Regions from separate parts of the Sus scrofa genome. Here region 1 is linked to region 2. A link is a contact called in public Hi-C data. All regions are on one chromosome and are shown on one strand. The core of a region is the stretch at or near the end of the contact, and the rest is flanking DNA. Distances in the headings are between cores, read along the strand shown.

Region 1 (3,750 bases), core at 445-2,944, 130 kb before region 2:
CGCCCTCTCCACCCAGCAGGGCTGCCAGGGGGAGGAGCAGGAGCGGGCAGTGGGCTGCAGGCCTCTCTCCCCGCCTCCCCCGCCCACCCTGGGCTGGGATCCTGAGTCCTTGGAGACAGCAGGGAAGGCTCGAGAGCGGCGGTGCCAGGGGAGCTGAACTAGAGCCAGAAGGCCTGGCAGAGGCCTTGATCTGAGCATTTTACCTCTTGGATCAAGGGGGCCCCGGAAGCCTTTGCTGCCTGGGTGCCAGGGCAGGGGCTCAGGCCACAGGGGCGGCCGTGACGCTGCGTCCCCAGAGGCCCAGCCATGCCCCGCTCCAGACCTCCTGTCCTCACCTGTGATGGGGATGGTATCCCCACTGCCTCCGGACTGGTAGATCCCCAGGTCCACAAACATGGTAAACGAGCTCTGGCCCGGGGCCTTCACCAGCCCACGAGACTGGTACTATGGGGGCGGGGGGGAGGGGAGTGGTGAGGCAAATGTGCCAGGCCCCAGCTCACGTCCCTCCTATAGTGCCCTGGGCACTCAGCTCCCGGGGCCTCCACCCTGCCGACCACAGTGCCCAGCACCCGGGGTCTCCCCCAGGGTCTCCCGCCCACGGCAGGCCAGTGACCTGTCCTCGCCCGCGGAGCTGCCTTCACCCACTCACGTCACTGCCGCCATCCTTCAAGGGGGGGCTTTGGCCTTTGCTGCTCTCAGTGGGCGAGTGGCTGGGCTGGACCACGTCTGGCAGGTTCGTGTAGCCGTTGCTGTCGGCGTGTAGCAGGCTTCGCTCCTCTTCCGGGGTCTAGAGGAACACAGGGCAAGCGGCCAGTGCTGGGGCCAGGGAGGCGCAGGGCAGGCGGGGGGAGAAGGGGCGGGGGGCCCACTCACACGCTGGACCACCATGGTGCCGCCCCCGTAGGGAGTCTGGGTCCCGGCCACCTCCTCCACGTCGTGGACCACCATGGTGCTGACGCTGTCGGTGTCGCCGTCGCTGGGGTGGGAGAGCGCGAGGTCAGGGGCCCTCCCGGCCCTGCCTGCCACCTGAGTGCCCCTGGGAGCAGACAAGAGCCTGCGGGGTCTATTCAGAACATGACGCCCTCAGTCGTCACGGGCAGGGCCCTCAGGGAGGGCTGGCCGTGCAGGGGCACCTGATGAGATCAACTGGCCGAACAGTGAGACACAGATGGAGACACCAGCCCCAGCCCTGTACCCCCTTCTCCAGGGAAGGGGAGAAAACGTGACCGCAGGGACAGCCGGGTGCCTCACATTCCCCTAGACCACCCCTGCTCCGGGGTCTCCCTTGCAAGTGCCCCCGCACCCCGAGACGCCCCCATACCGGGCCCCGGGGGTGTCTCTGCTCCCCTGGGAAGGCTCGCCGTTGCTCTCCTCCTCATCGTCCTCGCTGCTCTCCACCTCCTCGCTGGACGAGGAGTAGTCCATGGCCTTCTTGGGAGGCCGGGGGGCCTCGTCCAGAGTCCGCTCTTTGAGCAGCACGAAGTCCTGTGGGGAGAAGCGGCGTGAGGGGAGGTGGCAGTGGGACCCCCGGATGCGGGGGGGCCAGTGGAACGGAGGGGCCCCCACGAGCAAGCAGGCCCCTTCTCACTAACCTCACCAATGGCGCGCTTATAGCTCTGGGAGGGGCCGCGGGGGGAGAAGGGCAGCCAGGAGGAGGCAGGAGAAAGGAAGACAGGTTAGTAACCGAGACAGACCGCCGTCCTGTTGGCCCCCAGGCCCCATGGCACAGGTTAAGGCAGGCCCCGCCCGGGCACCCAGCGCCCTGGGCTGAGAGGCGCATCTGGCCCCCATGACTTACTGCGGGCCTGCCGGGCCGCGAGCGGTGGTCATCAGGCTTGGCTTTGTTGCCAGGGGAGAGCACGGGCGAGCTGTCCAGTTTGGAGGAGGCTAAGACGTGCCAGGGTGGGGGAGGGGAGGTCAGCGACACCCGCTCAAGGGGTGGCCTCGAGCCCATCCTGGTTTCACGCCCCCACACGGCCCCCAGGCAGTCCAAAGCTGCCAGAGTGCACGAGAGGCTGCCCCAGGCTGGGCCACGTACCTCCCACACGGTTCCGCTCCAGCGAGCCAGCCTGGGGGAGGTGCCCGTGCGAGGCGGGCAGGACGCTGTCCGAGCGCTCCCAGCCAGGGTCGCTCCTCCTGAGGTCAGGGTTACTATGGGATGGAGGGGGGCGCAGAGGCAGGGTCAGGGAGATGGAGTGTCCCGGCCCCAAGATGCTAAGCTGCCCCGCCGAGAGAGCCACCACCAGGGGGAGGCAGGTGGCAGAAGTGGGGGTGGGAGTGAGCAAGAGGGGGGGGCACAACTCCATTACCTACAGGCGCTGGGCGGGCCAGGGGGCTGAGCAGGGGGCCCTGGAGGCTTGGGGGTGCCCCGCTCTGCCCGCCTTTGCAGGTAGATTTGCCAGGCGGAGTTGCTGCGAGGTCTGCGGAGGGAGCACAGGGGTGCGCGGGGGCGGGCAGGGAGGGGCTGAGGTGACTGGGTTGGGGCCTGCCCTCCCTGAGCGGGAACCTGGCCGACTTCCCTCTGCCCCCCGCCCCACTGGCTCCCTAGGCTGCCGCCCGCCCCGCCCCAGGCGGTACCTGGCGCGGACAGCCTGGGCCGGCCGGGCCCCTCGGGCCCCACTGGTGTTAAGGGCAGTGGCGATGGAGGAGGTTCTCTGCGGCACCTGCGGGAGAAGGGAGGGGTCGGTGCTCCGTCCTCACGGCCACCCGGATGGAGAAGCGAACGGACAGGCGGGAGGCTTATGAATCCGTCTAAGACCTCAACGCTGGGCAACCGCAGAGCTGGGATCTAACTGAGCCCGGTCGCTGCGGCCCCCTCGCTCCCTGGGCACGTCCATTCCCCTCTCGGCGCCGAGACACCCGGACTCGCTTACGCGCCGCCCTGCCCACCGGACGTCAGGGCAAGGCCCCGCGCAGGCCGGGCCCTTCTCCTCTGCCGGCGGCCCCCTGGGCCTCCAGTCCCTCCGCAGTGCTTTCTCTGCCCTTCCCTGGCTCTGCGGGGCTGTCCTTACCTTGGGAGGGGCCTCGTTGTCAGGCCGGACCCAGGCTGGAGGGCTGGGGCTGGGGCCAGGCCCTTCGGAAGTGGGGTCTGAGTTCTGGCGGATGACAGCTCCTCGGGCACTGGGCGTGGCAGTGGGGGCGGGGACGGCGGGGTCGGGGTCGTGGGCCGCTGGGAAGGCAGCCAGGTTTCGGGTGGGCTGGTCCTGCAGGGACTGGGATCGGGGTACAGGCGCTGCATATGGCTTCAGTGGGACCCGGTGTGCCACCAGGCTCTGCGGGGAGAGACCAGGGAGGGTGGGCTGCCTGCTTTGTGGCATGTCCCCACCTGGGAGCTGGGGGCCTGGGCTGCAAGGAAGGGGCGAGTCAAGCCTCTGACTTCCAACTATCCATGGAAAGAGGCTCGGAGAGCCTGAGAAGAGGCAGAAACAGACACGGCCCACGTTTCCGAGGTCTGTGATCCCTGGCTGGGGGTGTGTGCTCCTGTGCACACGAGCGTGTACACACACATTCACGATGCGCCTGTGCCGAGTGAGGCCCCCTGGTGTCCGTGGAGAGACTCACCTTGTGCGGTCCCTCCTGGGGCTCCACCGGCCTCTGCATAGGAGGAGTCTGGGAAAGGGGGCCTGGGGGCCCAGGGGAGGCCTGGGGGCCCGGGGGCTCAGGCCCCGAGCTGCCTGGCTTGGTCTTGGCCAGGGGAGAGTTCTGCTGCTTGTTCATCCTTGTCCTCTCTTCCACCTGCGACGGGAGAGG
Region 2 (3,544 bases), core at 950-3,449:
GAGCTAAGGATGAAAGCTTGTGAGGGTATAATGTGATTTAGTTACTATCAAGTGCATTTACTACATTAGAACAATCACTGGTACATGGTTGGGACACTCTACGTATCTGTCAGTATTCAATACACAAATAACAGCCACTGCCCTCTCTTAGATCTTTCCTCTGTGTGTTTGGTGTTTTGTGCTATAATGTAAAAATTGCCTTTTATACAGGAGATCTTATACTAATTCTATATATTTTTTAATGACTAAAACTTATTTTTATAATTATTGCCTCTTCTTTCTGCAAACCCTGGCCCTATACCCTTGCCCCCCTTACCATGATTCCTGGCTTCAGCTTCTTTACTGATGGCCGCCCAACTCCACCCCCATCCTTGTCTCAAGCCTCTCTTTGCACCCCATCAGTGTTCCCCCCAAGCCCACAGTGAGGGGAGGCTCTCCCACCCTCCCTCCTCAGCAGCTGCCACACAGCCTGGTTTTACTTCCTCAACCTCTTTCATCACCCGTATATGCCCCAGTGAGAGTCCGAGCTCCTTGTTTTTAATGTTATTGTTTTTATTATCAAAACTCCTAGTTCTCCTTTTGTCTCTTCCAATGAAGAAGAATGTGTCTTCATTGGCCCAAGTCTGTGGGGAGCCTGGGGCAGGGACATGAGGAAGTGGGTTCAGTGTCTGATTCTCCATCTCCTGTCTGAGCTTGTCAGCGCCTGGTGAAGTGCCCGGCAGGGGCACCCTGCTGGAGTAGCGAAGGCACAGCCGTGGGTGGGCTTGGTCTTTAAGTTTCTCCATTCCCACCTTTTGCTCCCCTTGTCCTCCTAGCCTCTGACCAGCTGGGCATATTCAGGGCAGCCCTGCTTCCATCCTCCAGGTTCTGTGTCGGGTTGCAAGTGGAGCTCTCCCTCCAAGCTTTTCACCTGCCCAGCCTAGTTTTCCAGCATCTGCTCACAGGTTCGGGCCACCTCATTGAGCTTGAGACGAGCATAGTCCACTCGCTTCAGGGCCATCTGACAGTCCTTCCTTGAAGAGTAACTGGAGCCCTCATGGGGCTGCCCTGTGGCCACCTACAGGACATTCAGATTGATCAATGAAGCACCCCTTCTCTTTCCCATCTCCACAATCAGGCATCAGGTGCATCAGGTCTCATTTTTTCCCAGAGTTTGAATTTGCTATGCCATATGGTAACTGGATTACCTGGGGGGCATCACTGAACTTCGCTTAGCCTCATTTGTAAAATGGGGATGACCATAACTACTTCCCCTAGAGTTAGGGGAAGTCAAATAGTTAAGTAGTTAGAGTTATAGGACTCGATAATGCAGAGTGTTTGGCACATTGTAAAAGTTTAGTAAATAGTGGGTGCTGCTATATTGATGTCAGACTCTTTCAATCCTGTTCCTCTGCTCAGGCGGTAGCCATCTGGGACCCCATACCCTTGATCAAGTTTCGAAGGGAAAATCCTGTGGCTTTGACACGGTTTACTCGCCCCCTCCCAGGGCTTTTCCATCCAATGGCTCAAGTGATGCAACTCCGTGACGCAGGCAGGGTCCGCCTTTAATCCTTTCCTTTTAGAGGAAAAGGCAGGCGCTGGAAGGGAGGGGCCCTGCCAAGGTCTTCCGGTCTGCTAGGTAAGGCGGGTCTTGCCTGATTTCCGAAGACAAAGCTAGGCCGGGAACCTCAGAAGGGTAAAGGCTAAAACAGAGAGCTGGGGGGAGGGAGGGCCACGGAGCACGTCCCACCACACACACACCTGCGTGAGATAGCGGATCTGAGCCGACAGCTCCGCCTCCACGTGCTGCACCGACGCCGTAAAGGCCGCTGCCTGTCGGTCTAGTAGCCGCTCATTGGTTTTTTCCTTGGACAGTTCTAAGATCACGGTACCTGTGGGATTGGAGAGAGACCTAGGGCGGGGATAGTACAGCCCCGCCCCAGGGGCAGCCCCACCTACTCCTGCTCGCTCCGCGCGCGCTTAGGATCCCTCCCAACCCGGCTCCCAGTCTCCGGTCGGCGCATGTGCACACAGTTGTTCTCGCTCCCGCTCCCCCTCCGGTCGTCGTATCTCGAACCTGCATTCTGAAGAATGGCTCCAATTTCCCGTTCGATGTCTTCTAGGGCGCGTAACCGCTCGTTCGCCAGGCTGTAGGTAGCCATTGTCACTCTGGGACAGGACTTTCTCCTTTTCCAAAATGCGACGGAAAAGTGTCCGGAAGTGGCTGTCGGTTTGCGCTTGCGCGGAAGGTGCTCGTTCGCTAACACTACAGCTCCCAGGATGCTCAGCGCGGTCTCGGCCTTCTCCGTTCTTCTGGCGAACTACAACTCCCAGGGGCTCCTGCGCGTGGTCAGGTCTGCCCCCGCATCGCTTAACCACCTGTGGTAAGAGGCAGAATCGAGATATTCCCCAGCCTGAGGCCATTCGAAGCTGTCCACTTTCACACTGCCTTGTGGTCTGTGTTTAATTTCTTCTACAAGAATTTACTGAGCGTCTTCTGGGTGGTAGGTGATGAGGGTGGGAGCTCTGGGGTATTCCAGACTGCGCAGCCGTGGACCCTCTGTCTGCCTATCCCACTCCGCCACCTATCGGGACCTGGGGAAAACTGAACTTGGTGAGTGGTCCTTATTCGCCCTAGCGCTTCCCCCACTTCTGGAGCCCAGCTGAAACAGACTGTCAGTATATTCTGAGAAAAGTTGGTCCATTTTCCCTCTCTGCCTATTATGGGGTTGACCCTGGCTACAGAGCTGAATGAGGTGGACGCTTAACGTGACAGTGGGATAGGTGTTTTATTAGAGATACGCCCAAGGGTGTATCTCTAGGAATACAGAGAAAGGATTCTGGAAGGAAATGCTGCTTTTACGGAGTCTTAAGGCTTAACCGGTGCGTGAGAGGTTGAAGTGGATGACGGAAAAGCCCAGGCAAGCGCGAGGTGCTGTGAAGGGGGCTGGAACATTAAGTAGGGCGTTCAGTTTAGGGTGAATGAGTGTGGTGGTGGGGAGGTGTGATGGGGAGACTGGGCTGGGGAGCCACATCGGGAAACAGCTTGCAGGCTAAGGAATCCTGACTTTATTTTGAAGGCATTTGGAGCCTTTGAAGGATTTTCAAGAAGGGTGCTCTGACCAGCTTTACCTTTTAAGAAAGATCAATCTCGAAAGTTTATGGAAAATTGAGAATGAAGCCAGTTTGCACAGGGTGAGCAAACGAATGGGAGACTTTCAGTTAAACTTCACTTCTTTCTTAAATCCTAATAAAATAGCAATAAGGGGATTTTATAAAGGGGTCCAGGAGAAAGAGAGAGGAGTTAATAGCAAAGCTTTAGATAGAAATCGGAAGGCAGAAGGGTACATGGTAACTGACTTGGCAGTGAAGTGGTAACTAAGCCAGCAGTGAAGAAAGCTTAGAACCAGCCTGATGTACCCTTAAATCGGTGGCACACAGCAGTATATCTGGGCTGTAGGTAGTATTAAAATTAGGAGGATAATTTGAAGTAGTTAGACGCCCCCCCCCATCCCCTCCTTTACTTCATATATCTTGGACACTACTCATCAGATTGCTGGAAGTT

Evidence for each region. Hi-C and Micro-C count contacts between places; a contact is called where the count stands out from the background.
Region 1: a Hi-C map of omental adipose tissue shows a contact between it and region 2, with 2.7 times the contacts expected there. The contact joins the enhancer-like site here to the promoter of MED11 in region 2. A contact is called at or near these places in 2 of 5 promoter capture datasets (fetal skeletal muscle and liver), 12 of 47 Hi-C or Micro-C datasets (adipose tissue, alveolar macrophages, blood and 8 more) and 2 of 2 datasets of contacts at active chromatin or transcription factors (alveolar macrophages and skeletal muscle).

What each region holds. Positions count from the first base shown.
Region 1 is chr12:52,019,062-52,022,811 of Sscrofa11.1, forward strand. MINK1 (misshapen-like kinase 1) reads right to left here. Exons shown (of 32, transcript XM_021067776.1): 15 at 3,562-3,735; 16 at 3,012-3,272; 17 at 2,578-2,663; 18 at 2,310-2,420; 19 at 2,039-2,151; 20 at 1,799-1,887; 21 at 1,322-1,485; 22 at 874-976; 23 at 650-787; 24 at 336-444; 25 at 1-21. Among named protein-coding and RNA genes, the nearest start is that of CHRNE, 21 kb to the left of the region's middle. Within about 2 kb of position 1,695, at least 1 of the 83 cell types and tissues checked has an H3K27ac peak or open chromatin away from gene starts, as enhancers often do. A contact at or near this core is called in omental adipose tissue, where this site is marked.
Region 2 is chr12:52,150,004-52,153,547 of Sscrofa11.1, forward strand. MED11 (mediator complex subunit 11) reads right to left here and starts at 2,200. Exons shown (of 3, transcript NM_001244823.1): 1 at 2,057-2,200; 2 at 1,741-1,871; 3 at 535-1,057. The coding sequence starts at 2,141. The coding sequence ends at 920. CXCL16 (C-X-C motif chemokine ligand 16) reads left to right here. Exons shown (of 5, transcript NM_213811.1): 5 at 1-17. The coding sequence ends at 2.